2 separate regions of the Mus musculus genome follow, and region 2 is linked to region 1. A link is a contact called in public promoter capture Hi-C data. All regions are on one chromosome and are shown on one strand. The core of a region is the stretch at or near the end of the contact, and the rest is flanking DNA. Distances in the headings are between cores, read along the strand shown.

Evidence for each region. Promoter capture Hi-C pulls out the DNA fragments that hold promoters and counts their contacts.
Region 2: a contact with region 1 is called in a promoter capture Hi-C map of cranial neural crest. The contact joins the promoter of Calm3 here to the promoter of Rps5 in region 1. A contact is called at or near these places in 3 of 39 promoter capture datasets (cranial neural crest, maxillary cranial neural crest and second pharyngeal arch cranial neural crest).

Annotation. Positions count from the first base shown.
Region 1 is chr7:12,917,223-12,924,914 of GRCm38.p6, reverse strand. It overlaps Rps5 (ribosomal protein S5), which reads right to left and starts at 2,604. Exons shown (of 6, transcript NM_009095.2): 1 at 2,527-2,604; 2 at 1,834-1,942. The coding sequence starts at 1,941.
Region 2 is chr7:16,920,697-16,928,388 of GRCm38.p6, reverse strand. Calm3 (calmodulin 3) reads left to right here and starts at 4,357. Exons shown (of 6, transcript NM_007590.3): 1 at 4,357-4,548. The coding sequence starts at 4,546. It overlaps Gm45972 (predicted gene, 45972), which reads right to left and starts at 6,716. Exons shown (of 3, transcript NR_165470.1): 1 at 6,499-6,716; 2 at 5,827-5,974; 3 at 3,871-4,949.

The sequences.
Region 1 (7,692 bases), core at 1,355-3,854:
CCAGCCTGTTCCACAGTTACAGGACAACCAACACTACAGAGAAACCCTGTCTGGGGCTTGGGGGGCCGCAGAGATGGCTCAGAGTTTTGACTGCTCTTCCAAAGAACTCAACTTCTATTCCAAGAACCCCCACGGCAACTCACAACTGTCTGTAACTTCAGCAGATTTGACAACCTCACAGACAGAACATCACTACACATAAAAATAACTACATTATTTTAAAAAAATGTTACTATGGATATATTTTGTTTGTTTGTTTTTTCAAGACAGGGTTTCTCTGTGTAGTCCTGGCTGTCCTGGAACTCACTCTGTAGACCAGGCTGGCCTCGAACTCAGAAATCCTCCTGCCTCTGCCTCCCAAGTGCTGGGATTAAAGGCGTGCGCCACCACACCCGGCTCAGTATGGATATTTTTTAAAGAGTCTCCCATGTAGCCCTGGAATTCACTATGTAGTACAGTGTGGTCCTATACTTAGAGATCTGCCAGAGTGCTGGGCTTAAATGCACACACCATTGATTCAAGATGCTAAGGACACTTGGGACTCCTCAAAGAAGGGAGGGCTGTCCTGTGTAGTTTAAGGACACTTGGCAGCACACCAGCACTTGACAGATTATTCTGGACCACCTGTGAGACAAAACCACATTTATTAACCTACCTGTTGCCTAAGAAGTTCGAAGTGTGTACACACTGTGTCTCAGTAACAATGTGTGTTGGCCTAGCATGTGAAAAAGCCCTGGCTCTAATCGCTAACACAAAAAGGATTGCAGACCTCCCCAAATAAACTCACAAAGTAAACTAAACACTCACTAGACAAGACTGAAAATCTTTTAGATTAATGCCTAGGTCCTGCTGTTTCTTTTTCCCTTCTATTTTGGGCATGTACGCAAGTCAGGGGACAATTTGCAGCTGTCAGTTCTATTCTTCTACCTTGGATTCAAAGGATTAAACTTATATTGTCAGGCTTTGTGGTAACTGTCTTTATAGGCTGAACCACCTTACAAGCTCATTCTGTGGTATCTTTACAGACAGTAGACATACTTTAATTCCTTTGAACAAAATAGACAACTGGGCCGAAAGATATAGCTGAGTTGGTAGGGTGCTTGCTTTGTAAAAAGCCCTGGGTTCAATGTCAAGTAGTGGGATAAACTTGGAATGGTGATATATACCTTCAATCCCAGCACTCGGGACAGAATGCAGATATTAGCTTTTTCCACTAGACAGGGTTTCAGGCCAGTCTCAGCTATATGAGATTACCTCAAAATGGGTTATGAGGGCAAAGCAAATAGCTCCCATACTAACTTAGCCATAACAGTACCCATAGCCAACTGACATTTTTCAGGGGAGGGCAGCAGGGAACATTCATAGCACCAACTGGTCTCATACTCAAATTCCTCTTGCTGTAGGCTGATAGCAGCTTACCAACTGCTTTTGACAAGGGTGCCAACATGGTTCAGTTGACTAAAGCCATCTTTTCAATTGATACCCACTAACTGAATATACAAACGAAAGGGGACATCAAGTCAGGTGTAGTGGCACATGGGAGACAGAGGCAAGATCTCAAAGAGCTCCAGGCAGCCAGCAAGGGCTACACAGCAAGACCCTGACTCTGTCTCAAGAGACACACGATTAGAAAAATACGGGATAAAAACCACACTCTAACATCTTTTAGTGCCAGTTTGTATTAGGCGTGGGTGTAGCTGTCCAGTTATTGCTCTTCTACCTGTCTTGTACATCCACTGGTTGTTTTATGCCCTTTTCTGAACTAGAAGCTCATCCACACCTGGTCTCAATTAAAAAAATCATCACAAAGAACAATCATTAAGTTCCTTTTACCTGCAGAGAAATATCGTTGATCTGCACGTCATCAGTGCTCCATTTCCCAAAGAGCTTGATGTCAGGGGTCTCTGCCACCGCTGGTGTGGCTGCTTCCCACTCAGTCATCCTGGGGACAGGAGAATGGCAAGAAACCGTTACTGCCTAGACATGCTGGAGCAGTCACTCTGACCCCAAACTCTTCAGACGAACTCTCACTTTGTGGCAAACTGGGACATGAAGGGGAGACCCAGAAAGCTTTGAACAGCTCTCCAAACCCAGGAAAACCACTCAGGATTCTAAAGTAACTCGGCAGTCACCCCGCTAATCAGCTGGTACATGGACCACAGTATGATGGTTCATGAAGCCGTATACTCATCAGCTCCCATCAGATTTCCGTTGTGCACTTAGAACGTGTACTGAGCAAAAGAGTCATCACAAAACTAAGCAAACCTAGATTTATGTTTATGGTATATGACCCAAGTGATTTCCCTGGAGTCCCGTGTGTGCAAAGTATGAAGTCAAAACAGTGCAAACAAGAGGCGAAGACTAACTCGGCCCGTGCCGAGTTTCCCTAGGCACCCTTTTTCGCAGAGAAACGGTGAGATCCAAGCGGTCACGCCCAGGCTTCAGGTTCGGCCTCCGGCCCCCCAGATGTGCCTTAGAACACTCATGGTCACCTCTTCTGAACTCCGTGTCCCTCCGCAGCCTCACCTGAGGGCGCAGACTGGGCTTCTCAGTCGCTCGGCGTGGACCACGCGCCGCCCTGATACAGACAGGAAGAGGCCGCGCGCAGCGGACTAGCGCTTTTATGCAAAGCGAAAACTTCCGGGTCAGAGGTAGAGACGCACGCGCAGATGAAAACAGCGTGCTCACCAACCAATCAAGCGCTAGGATGAGAGGCGCCCTTTGAGCCGGGTAAAGCATGCGCACTTTTAGAAACAGCGCCACGCCCGTCTTCTGGCGGACCTCTGAAGTACTAGCTAGGCTTCTGAGTCGGCGCACATGCGCAGAAACTTTGGTGAGACCGACGCCGCCATATCTAAGTAGTGCTGACGTCCAGTCCACGCTCTCCGTAATTAGGCTGCAAAACCCAGGAACCATGGACGGTGGATTCTTAGCTAGGGCAACCAGCTCGGCTCACATTTTCTCACCAAAATAATGGAGTCGGGTCCTGTGGTTACCACCGATCCGGGTTCACAAGCACGGGCCCCACCCTCTCCCCTCCCGCAAGCCATGCTCGGCGGGTCCCAGGCTTCCGGTATGGGATCACTTCCTTTTTAATCACTCTGGCCACGCTTGTCTGGGCTTTTTTTCCTCAGGTTCAATCGCGGACAGTAGATTCCGACCGCCATTCGTGAACCTCCCCGGGGAGGGATACATAGAGGGGAGTCCTGGAGGGGTTGGCAGCCCGGGGATCTCCTAGGTGACTTACTTATCTGAGATCCCAGTGATTTGGTACTAATAAGGGAGAGACCTTGCCAGCAGGTTCACCCCCAGGGGTGGGTTTGTTTGTTTGTTTGTTTTGGAGACAGGGTTTCTCCTTGTAGCACCGGCTGTCCAGGAACTCGCTCTTTAGACCAGGCTGATTCATCTGCCTCTGCTCCTCCCAACTGCTGGGATGAAACATAAGGAGAGGAGGGAGGGGAGAGGAGAGAAGAGGAAAGAGGGAGGGAGGGAGGGAGGGAGGGAGAGAGAAGAGAAGAGAGAGAAGAGAGGAAAGGTGTCAGCAAACATAAGGAGAGGAGGGAGAGAAGAGGAAAGAGGGAGGGAGGGAGAGAGAAGAGAAGAGAGAGAAGAGAGGAAAGGTGTCAACAAACATAAGGAGAGAAGGGAGGGGAGAGGAGAGAAGAGGAAAGAGGGAGGGAGGGAGGGAGAGAGAAGAGAAGAGAGAAGAGAGGAAAGGTGTCAACAAACATAAGGAGAGAAGGGAAGGGAGAGGAGAGAAGAGGAAAGAGGGAGGGAGGGAGGGAGAGAGAAGAGAAGAGAGAAGAGAGGAAAGGTGTCAACAAACATAAGGAGAGAAGGGAAGGGAGAGGAGAGAAGAGGAAAGAGGGAGGGAGGGAGAGAGAGAGAAGAGAAGAGAGGAAAGGTGTCAACAAACATAAGGAGAGAAGGGAGGGGAGAGGAGAGAAGAGGAAAGAGGGAGGGAGAGAGAGAGAAGAGAGATTCTCACCCCGTTTTCTTCTCTATATCTCAGTTCATACCTTGTGTGTGTGGAGGGAGGGAAAACTGGGATTTCGGGAATCTTACCTAATTTTATCGTTGTTGTTGGGGGTATCACCCTACTTATCTTTGAAAGCTGACATTGCACTACAGTGATTGATAATGGATGTTTTTATAGACTCCGTATTACCTACTAGGTGACAGAGGGCAGATGAGGGGCTCCTGAATATGGGCCATAGGTTAAGAGAAATGCTGTAGCCGGGCAGTGGTGGTGCACGTCTTTAATCCCAGCACATGGGAGGCAGAGACAGGCGGATTTCTGAGTTCGAGGCCAGCCTGGTCTACAGAGTGAGTTCCAGGACAGCCAGGGCTACACAGAGAAACCCTGTCTCGAAAACCCAAAAAAAAAAAAAAAAAAAAAAAAAAAAAAAGAGAAATGCTGCAGAAATTGATTTGCACAGATAAAATTAAGTTTGCTTACCAGCATTTGGGAGCTGGAAGCAGGAGGACCAGAAGTTCGGGGCCACCTTCCACTCCATAGTGAGTTTATGACCAGTTTGGGCTACATAAGATTCTACCACAAACAAAAACAAACAAACAAACTCCCAACCAAAACCAATAGCATTGTTATTAGTATTTTGAGACAAAGTCCGATTATGTAGTCATGGCTGGCTTTCAAATTGCTCTTTAGACCAGGCTGACCTTGAACTCATTGATCTGCCTGACTCTGGCTCTCTAGAGTTGTGATTAAAGGAATGCATCGTTACAATCAGCACCCTTAAAATTCTTTAAAAAAAATTTTTCCCCGTAAGTAAAGCATGTGTACATGGGGTCTAAGAAGGCCAGAAAAATGTGATAGATCCTTTGGAGCTGGGGTTATGGTGGTTTATAAACCTGAGGTGGGTGCTAGGGATGGAAACTTTAAGAATGACTGCTGAGCCATCTCTCCAGCTCCCACCCTTAGAAATTCTTGGAAAGAGCCAGGCACTTGGTGGCGCACGCCTTTAATCCCAGCACTGGGGAGGCAGAGGCAGACGGATTTCTGAGTTCGAGGACAGCCAGAGCTATACAGAGAAACCCTGTCTGGAAAAACCAAAAAAAAAAAAAAAAAAAAAAAAAAGAAGAAGAAGAAAAAAGAAATTCTTGGAAAGAGCTAGAGTATCCCTCCCATAGGTCTTGGGCTTCTGGTGTTAACTTTCTTCGGGCTAAATGGAGACCTTGTAGGTCTTGCTTAGGTTGTCTTCATCTTTAAAAGCATGATGTTTAGCTCCAGCCTGGGCTCCCCAGAAAGTCTTTATTAGGGCTGGAGAGATGGCTCAGCAGTTAAGAGCACTGACTGCTCTTCCAGAGATCCTGAGTTCAAATCCCAGCAACCACATAGTGGCTCACAGCCATCCGTGATGAGATCTGATGCCCTCTTCTGGTGTATCTGAAGCCAGCAACAGTGTATTTATATATAATAAATAAATCTTTTTTTTTTTTTTTAGATTTATTTATTATATGTAAGTACACTATAGCTGTCTTCAGACACTCCAGAAGAGGGAGTCAGATCTCATTATGGATGGTTGTGAGCCACCATGTGGTTGCTGGGATTTGAACTCTGGACCTTTGGAAGAGCAGTCAGGTGCTCTTACCCACTGAGCCATCTCACCAGCCCAAATTTAAAAAAAAAAGAAAGAAAGTATTAGCCAGGAGGGGGAACTACACTGGGTGTTTGGGATCCCAGAATAGCCCTATTTTCAGGGTAAGCTTTTAAGCACAAAAGCTATATCCTGGTGTAATATACTTAATTTAACAAGAACAGAAAGTCAGAAGTGGAACTTAACTACAGAAGCCAAAAAGCAAGTTTAGTACATTTAGAGACTTTCCCAGAACTATGGATTTTGGTGGATTTCTGTTTTTGCAGGTGGTGGTGTCTATGTGCTAAGGTTTTTTGTTGTTGTTGTTGTTGTTGTTTCTTTGTTTTGTTTTGTTTTTTCTTTTCTTTCTTTTTCTTCCTTATTTTGGTTTTTCGAGACAGGGTTTCTCTGTGTAGCCCTGGCTGTTCTGGAACTCACTCTGTAGACCAGGCTGGCCTCTAACTCAGAAATTTGCCTGCCTCTGCCTCCCAAGTGCTGGTAGTAAAAGCGTGTGCCACCACGCTTGGCTATGTGCTAAATTTTATGACCTGAATTGGACTTACATATTGGAGTCATTTGTTCTAAGGCCTGGGAGCTTGTTAGTGGAAAACATCAGGGTGTTGTTGGTTAGCTACTTTGTTGTCAGGGCTACAGTCTTGCATTCCTACAGTTTCCTGTCTCATGCTGGCCTCTTATGGGCTTTGCTGATGATCCTTGGGTGTTTGTTTAAATCATTAACCTGATTTTCATGTAGTTTAGAATGTGTGGGATATTGGATAAGTCCAGCCAGCTGGTAGAGATGAATCCCAAACTTGGCCTCCCATCCACGACAGATCAATCATCATCATTCACTCTGGCCTGGCTATCATTTTCTGTCTAGGTGGGTGCCCCCACCCCCCAGCCCCCAAGGTCTGTTCCTGTTCTAATATTAAGACTGACATTTTTGGCCTAGGATAGTTACAGATGTAAGGCTCTCATGACAAAATTAACCTAGATTATTGAGATGGGCCTTAAATTAAATGGCAGTCTTTATAAGAGACTGCCTATCATATAAGAAGCTGTTAGATTCCCAGCACCACCATCCCCCAAAAAGGGGTTGGGGGAGAGGTATTGTGTTTGGCCATCCGTGAGCCAAAAAAACCACTATTTTGAGGTGTTCAGCAGAGTTCCCTTGCAGAAGGATTAGACAATCCAGACTTGACTGTTTACCCTCCATCATGGAAGGGTGGGAAGGATCATAGGACTTTCAACTAGGTATACAGTTGTATGTAACTCTGTCTCAATTGCATGTGGTCCTGGAGAGGCTGGCATATATAGGCCAGGAAGGCTGGGGGAGGAAGGCTCTCTGTGCAGCTATGACTATGGGGAAACATTCCTTTCTACTGGATAAAAACTTTTCAGAGGGGGCCTGTTGTGGGAGGAGCCTTGTAAGTAACAGTAACCCCTCACTTGTGCTTTGTAAGGAAATCCAATAAACACATACTGGTTCCCTAGAGTGGGTTTGGTGGAATGTGCCTTGGTTTGCCATTGGAACCTTAGAAGAATAGGTAGATACTGCATACATCTTCTCCTTGGAAGGAACTGTAGTAAGAAGAGGGAAGAGGAAGAGAAGAGGCAGAAGGAGTGGATGATAGAGAGGTCATGAGGCTGTAGACTCAGAGATTGGAGTGATGTAGCCACAAGCCAATAAATACCTGGAGTCATGAGAAGTTGTTTTAGTTTAGGGTTCTTTTTTGTTGATTTTTTAAAACAGGGTCTCTATGTAGCCCTGGCTGTCCTGAAGCACACTATGAAAACCTGGCTGGCCTCCAGATCTCCTAGCTTGCAGCCTCCACAGAGCATGGGACCTGATTTTTGAACTTGGGACTTTCAGAACTGAAAGAATAAATTGCTGGTTTTGTTTTGTTTTGTTTTGTTTTGTTTTATTATAAGTACACTGTAGCTGTCTTCAGACACTCCAGAAGAGGGAGCCAGATCTCATTAAGGATGGTTGTGAGCCACCATGTGGTTGCTGGGACTTGAACTCAGGACCTTCGGAAGAGCAGTCAGTGCTCTTAACCGCTGAGCCAGCTCTCCAGCCCTAAATTGCTGTTTT
Region 2 (7,692 bases), core at 3,108-5,607, 4.0 Mb before region 1:
TTTTTAATCCTCTTGTCTCAAAACAAAACAAAAGCAGGTATGGTGGTGTTCATCATTAATTCCAGCACTCAGGGGCCAGAGGCAGGTGGATCTGTGAGTTCCAGGCCAGCCTGGTCTACAAAGCAAGCTCCAGGACAGCCAGGGCTACAGAGGAACCCTGTCTCAAAAAACAAAACAAAACAAAACAAGAAAAAACAAAACAAAAACAAAAACAACAACAAAAAACAAAACCAAAAAACCTAGCACAATCCCTTTTAAAGGTATAACCCTGGAATTGAACATATAATTTCCACTTATCTTCTTCAGTAGAATTTAGTTAATCACACCTAACTGGCAGGTCACTTGGAAATGTTGCTCTTATTTTGAATGGCAACTCAGCTAACAAAACCCAGCAATTATTCTGGAAGATGGGGAGAACAGAGTATCAGAGAGAAACACAATGTAGGCTGGCCCTGGGATCCCTCATAAGGTCTTCCAAAGACTGGCAGCTCAGGGTAGTGCTTGAATGCTTAGCTGGAGTGTGACTGCCTTGGCAGAGGGTTTGCCTGGCATGCAGAGGGTCCTGAGCTCAGCCCTAGCACTGATCAAAGCCGGCATGGTGGCGGCACACCTACAATCTTAGCATACATTTAGTGGAAGCAGAAGGGTAAGAGGACTACGATCATCCTTGGTACATTGTGAGTTCGGAGCTAGCCTGGGATACTTAAGCTTGGGTCCAAAAAATAAAAAACAAACAAACAAACAAAAAAACCTTTAAAAGAGTTATACACAGGGCTGGAGAGATGGTTCAGCAATTAAGAGCACTGACTGCTCTTCCAGAGGTCCTGAGTCCAATTCCCAGCAACCACATAGTGGCTCACAACCATCTGAAGTGGGATCTGCTGCCCTCTTCTGGTGTGTCTGAAGACAGCTATAGTGTATTCATATAAATAAAATAATTTTTTTTTTTTTTGGTTTTTCGAGACAGCATTTCTCTGTATAGCCCTGGCTGTCCTGGAACTCACTCTGTAGACCAGGCTGGCCTCGAACTCAGAAATCCGCCTGCTTCTGCCTCCCGAGTGCTGGGATTAAAGGTGTGTGCCGGGGGCTGGCAAGATGGCTCAGTGGTTAAGAGTGCCTACTGCTCTTCCGAAGGTCCCCAGTTCAAATCCCAGCAACCACGTGGTGGCTCACAATCATCTGTAATGAGATCTGATGCCCTCTTCTGGAGTGTCTGAAGACAGCTACAGTGTACTTACATATAATAAATAAATTTTAAAAAAAAAGGTGTGTGCCACCACGCCCAGCTTATAAATAAAATTTTAAAAAAGAGTTATACACTAATGGTATGTGCTTGCAATCCCAACACTGAGGAAGCTGAGGCAGGAGAATCAAGACTAGCCCGGGCTACATAGTAAGACCCTGTGTACAGGTTAGTTTTATTGCAACTTGACACAAGCTAGATTCATCTGAGAAAGGGAACCTCAATTGAGAAAATCCCCCTATCAGATTGGCCTGTGAGCAAGCGTTTGGGGAGTCTCCTGGATTGATGATCTGTGTGAGCAAGTGGTTCAGAACGCCCTAAGAAGGCAGGCTGAGCAAGCCATAAGGAGCAAGCAGGGAGCAGGGGTCCTCCATGGTCTCTGCTTCAGCTCTTACCTCCTGGTTCCTGCCCTGAGTTCCTGCCCTGCCTTTCCTTCAAGAAGAACTTTAGCAAGCCAGGCGTGGTGGCACACACCTTTAATCCCAGCACTGGGGAGGCAGAGGCAGGCAGATTTCTGAGTTCGAGGCCAGCCTGGTCTACAAATTGAGTTCCAGGACAGCCAGGGCTACACAGAGAAACCCTGTCTCAAAAAAACAAAACAACAAAAACAAAAGCAAAGGACTGTAGCCTGTAAGCTAAACAGACTTCTACTGGCTGGCTTTGGGTGTCAACTTGACACAAGCTGGAGTTATTACAGAGAAAGGTGCCTTCCTTGAGAAAAATGCCTCTTTGAAATCCAGCTGTAAGGCATTTTCTCAATTAGTGATCAAGGGTGGAGGGCCCATTGTGGGTGGTGCCATCTCTGGGCTGGTAGTCTTGGGTTCTATAAGAGAGCAGGCTGAGCAAGCCAGGGGAAGCAAGCCAGTAAAGAACATCCCTCCATGGCTTCTGCATCAGCTCCTGCTTCCTGACCTGCTTGAGTTCCAGTCCTGACTTCCTTTGGTGATGAACAGCAGTATGGAAGTGTAAGCCGAATAAACCCTTTCCTCCCCAACTTGCTTCTTGGTCATGACGTTTGTGCAGGAATAGAAACCCTGACTAAGACAGACCCTTTCTTCCCCCAAGCTGGTTTTAGAAATGGCCTCTATTACAGAAATAGAAACCAAACTAAGATACCCTGACTCAAAAAAAGAGAGAACACATTTTAATGTCATTAAGTCTGTGGTTCTCAACTTTCCTAATGCTGCAAAAACCCCATACAAGTACTGGGGACTCCAAATCATAAAATTATTTCATTGTGGGCTGGAGATACTGTTCTGAGATTAAGAGCACTGACTGCTCTTCTGGAGGTCCTGAGTTCAATTCCCAGCACCCACATGGTGGCTCACAACCATCTGTAATGGGATCTGGTGCCTTCTTCTGGCCTGCAGGCATACATGCAGACAGAGCACTGTGTGTAATAAATAAATAAAAATCTTTTAAAAAATTGTTTGATTACTAGTTCAAACCTGTAATTTTGCTACTGTTATGAGTCATTATGTAAATATCTGATATGCAAGATATCTGATATGCAAGCCACAAGGGGGTCAAGACCTACAGGTTGTAAATCTCAGTTTACAGGTTGCAGACATTTAAACCAATGTCAACAAGATCCTCCCTCCTCTCTGCCTCTGCTCTATCAGTTTTATTTCCTTCTGCACTAGACACATTTTCTTTCCTGAGAGCAGATTTAAGAGATGTCCACAGGCGGCATTTACAGAAAGACTATATTCTCCCAGTCTCTCCCTCCCCACCAAAAAAAAAAAAAAAAAGTTTTCTGACCCTAGAAGTTCTCTCTCTCTCTCTCTCCCCCCACCCCCCTTCTCTGTCAGTTCTTGCCCTGGAGTGTCGATGCATGCCTTTGATTCTGAAGGCCAACCAGGGCTCAGGGCTACACAGTCTCAATAAATAAATAAATAAATAAATAAATAAATAAATAAAGGAAGGAAGAAAATGCCAACTCCCATCCTATACGAGGGCTCTGTACAGTAATGTACAGTATATACACTATGGTATACAATACAGTTGTCTCAGGTGCCCTTAGCAACAGTTCTTTTTCTTTCTGTGCCTGGAATCCCTAGAATAAGAAGTGAGTCACACTGTCTAGGTGACAAGAGAATGGTTGAGAAGTGTGATGTCACCAGCACAGCCCGGCACCAGATCTGTGCAGACAGCAGTGCCCAATTCATGTTTAATTGGCTGAATGAGTGAATGAATGAATGAATGAATGAAAACATTCTGCATCCAGAGATTGTTCTGGGTACAGATCCTGAGATCAAGAGTCAAGTCCAGATCCCCACATGTTGCTTTTGTGCGTGTTTTAGATTTGTGTTTGTTTGTTTGTTTGAACTTATTTATACAGCGCGCATGTGGAAGTCCGAGGACAATTCTTTGTGGAAGTCTGTTCTCCAAACCACCACGTGAGTTCCGGTGATCGAACTCACAGTTTCTAGCTTGCCTGCAAGCGCCTTCACCCACTCAGCCATCCCAGCAAATTGTACGCGTAGAGGGTGGAACCTTCAGGAGACCAGCGGAACCTTGAAGAGCCAACCACTGTGAAGAGCCGGTTCAGGCCAGGCTCCTAGACCCCACGATTTTGGATTAAACCATCTTGTATCTGCTCAAAGGGAGAGAGAAGAAAGTCCTTCTGCTTCTTCCCCCAACCCATTTTTATTTCCGAGCCATAGAGACAACGTATTTGCTTCTCCAACATCCACCCTGTTTCCGTCTTAGCCCCTCTATTCCTCGCGGCTCCACAGAGCCACACAGGTCGTGCTGCCCCCCGCACACCGCGCGGTGGCTCGCCCCAGTTTGACGCATTGCAGGGAAGGCCGGACCAATCGGAGTTGCGTTCTCATTTCCGCCACGAGGCGGGTCCAATAGCGGCGTGGCTCACACAGAGACGTGTCACTCTCCGTAAACCGGTGCCCTTCCGCCAGAGAGGAAAGCGGAGCGGATGCAAGGGGCCGAGAGCGCCGAGAGCGAAAGTAGTCCCCGCGGTGGGGAACGCGCGTGCGCGTGCCCGTGCGGCAGCAGATTCGCTGGGCTCTGTGGAAGGGGCGAGCCGCACGAGCCTGACGCGAAGGGATCCGTAGGAAGCCGCAGTGCAGCGGGAGCGCGCGAGCCGTCTGGGGCGGGGCCGGGCGAGGCGGGGCGCGCGCGGCGGCCGTTGAGGGACCGTTGGGGCGGGCGGCGGCGGCGGTGGCGCGCGCTGCGGGCAAAGAGTGTGGAGGCGCGGACGCGCGGCGGAGCTCGAGCTGCTGCAGCTGCTGCCGCCGCCAGAGTAACCTCGATCCCCGAGCTCCGGATACCGGTGCCTCGCCATGGTGAGTGAGGCGGCTGAAGTCGGGTGGAGACCCCCCCATCCCGGAGATGGCGAGCGAACCCTGGGAGGGAGAGGCCGGGCCCCTCGGGACCTCCCATGCGGCCCTTGGGACTTCTAGAAGCGGTTTTAGCAGCAGATGGAATTGGTAGGACCCCCAAACAGACAGTCTGAGGCTTCAAATGAGGAGCTCCAGGACATCCCCACCCCCGCCACCTCCCAGGCAGCATTCGGATCCCTCTCCGGGCGATTGGTTTTAGAATCACATCTACCCGGTCCCCGGGAGGAGGAAATAGGAAACGCCGGCGATGAAGGCTTTGGGTCCTGGAGGAATGCAGGAGGCTGCTCCTAGAGGGGTGGCTGTGGGTAGCGGAGAGGGGGACCGGTCGGTTCCTAGGGAGTGTTCTGCAGAGAGGATAGATGGGGATCCTGGGTCACTTGTGCACTGTAGACCCCGGTGGGGGAGGGGTCTCCAAGGACAAGCATTGCCAAGAGGAGGAGGAAGAGGAGAAGGGTCAGGTGCAGGCTGAGGTAAGGAGGAGCCCGAGGTGGGTGGCAGCAGAGGCTAGAAGATGCTCTTGGAGCCTGTGAGGACCCAGAAGGGGACTGAGGAGAGTTGGGGGTCGCAGAAATGTTTTTAAAGGAGTGGGGATGTGATCACGGGTAGTGTGGGGAACCAGGGAGCCTTGTGGAGAACTTGGTTGGGGGTAGCTAGGAAGGATTCTGAGGTCTAGGTTGTTGCACTAGAAAGAGAGGTTGGGGTTTGTAAGGCGTGTTTTGTTTGGGTCAGAGAAAAAACGGGGTTTCCAAGGTGAGGGCTAGGGAAGGACTTGAGTTTGGGTGGTGGGGGTGAGGTTGGACAGCCTTCTAGAGAAGTGTAGGAGACAATGAATGGTGGCTGAGGTAGGACTAGGTTTAGAGGTGGGTGTCTCCGGGGAAAGGTCCCGACACAAAGGCTGATGACTCGGGCTTGGTCATGGGCTGCAGCAGAGGACCTGAAGGAGTAGCTGTGTGCTCCCTTTGCCTTGGCAAGAATGGGGCTGGGCCAGGCTGAAGGCACTGAGGCAGTGGGAGCAGGTGGGCGGAGTTGTTCAGGGCCCTATTGCGCACTGAAGCTGCATGATACAGGACTGGGGTCAAAGTTTGGGGTGCATCAAATGATGGCTAAGCCAGGAAGCTTGGCCCCCTCATTGTCCCTTCCAGGCTAGGAGGGCTGCCTTTCTCCTCCAGCTTCATGCACCTGCTTCTCCTCACTGTGCCAAATGACAGCGCAATACAGTACCGTTTGGGTCAGTGACAGATGCCCAGTTCCATCCCTCAGGGCGGGGGCTGCAGTGCTTGTCCAGAGAAGACCTCCAAGGACCCTCTCGTTGACTCAAGGGCCACTTGTTCTTTCCAGGCCTCTTCCCCAGCGCCCAAAGCTAAAGCTTCTAGAAGCAAAATAGATTACTTCTCCTCTGGTCCTGCCACCCACAACACCCCCAGCCCTCCCCACCATCCCCCCTCCCCCAGCCTCAGGCTGGGAACCGCGTGCACCACCCTCCCTGGCAAAGCTGGGGAGGACAGGCAGCCGCCACCACGTATCAGATCTCATACTGCTGACACAGACCTGAGGGCTCTTCTTGCCGCCACCCCATTCCCCCCGCCCCCCAGCAGAACCTTGCTAAAGGGGCCCTACAGCTTGGGCAGCTGCCAGCAACCCCCACTCCCCACCTCCAAAGGAGGGTCCCAGCTTTGGCCCTGACCAGGTTTTCTCTTCCTGTTTGTATCCAGCAAGGTGTGGAAGGAAGAGTCCCTGGTAACTGGCCCTGGACTTTGGCCTGAGCTCTGTGGCTCCTCCTTGGCCCTGGGTGAGGGGCCCTGGCCTTGGTTTCTGAGCTCATTTAACATTGCTTTCTGGCACCTGCTGGGGGCTGGGGCAAGCCTGAGAAATAATCCCCTCTTCCCTCCTCACCTCAAGCTGATTTGGCTTGTCCAGCCCCTCTCTGGAGCCTGAGATGAAGGTTTGGAAAACTGGAGACAAGTGGCTTATTGTGCGGTGAAAGCTAACGATCTAAGCTGGGAAGGGCCACCAGCGGCAGGCAGTCTTGCTTCGTAGGCCATCAGTTTCCCAGGCCAGCAGCCCTGCTGTGGTATCTGCGGCCTTTCCTTGGTGGAGCAGGGGAAAGGGCTCCTGGATGTCAGGGAGAGTGTCTGACAGGCCCTCCACAGAGCCAGAGCCACGCCTATTTGCAGCAACCGTGACAGTGCCGCCTCTGCAGCTTCCAGCTCTTTGGGGAGAAGTGGCACATAGCAGACTCCGGAGCCACCCTTGGCCATTCCGTCCACAACCTGCCTTGGCCTCTTTGCTCCCACCACCTTTCAGTGTCACCAAGAGGGGAAGGGAACAGGGCTTCTTGCAGACCGCACTGTGTGATGGGAAGGTCCCTGAGTGGGCTGGCTTTTCCCAGCCTAGGCCTGTGGAAGAGAATGAAAAGCAGATGGACTCCATAGCCGTCCTCCCCACTGCTCCTCGGCCTCTTCCTCCCCTCCCCCAGCACAGGCTGGCCTTGGGAACCAGAAGCCCATTCTCTTCTCACTTTCTGGGCGCAGCCAGCAGCAGTGTCCTCGGGTGTCAGAACCAGGGGGTGGGCCTGATCATCCCTGGGGGGGTGCGGGGGGGGTAGGTAGAACAAGGGCCCTTTGGCCCAGGCCACAAGGCCAGGATTAGGAAGCCCACTACTCTGAGTCAGTCTTGATAGCTGTGCAGAAGGCTGTCCGTTTGGCCTTTACCATCTCTTTGCACCTTCCTTCTCCTCCGCCCATCCCCTCTGCAGGCATCTCCCATCTGTTCTCGTCACTGATCCTCCTCCGACACGGCCTGTTTGGGACTTGGTCTCTAGTTTCTCTTCGTCTAGATTAGACAATACCCCTGCCCCCATTGCATCACTTATGAATATAGAATGTGGAGGGATGTGGATTATTGTTTTTAAAAGCAGCTCAAGGGTTAGGGGCAGGCGATAGTTTGTAGCCTCAGCTGAGACCTCCAGAGCCTTAGTAAAATGATGCACGCTACTGCCATAGTTCACTTCGGCTTCAGGGACTTGCAAGCTCAGGCCAGGATCCTGCTGTGGCCTTGGTACCTTTTGCCTTCATGGGAAAAGGAAGG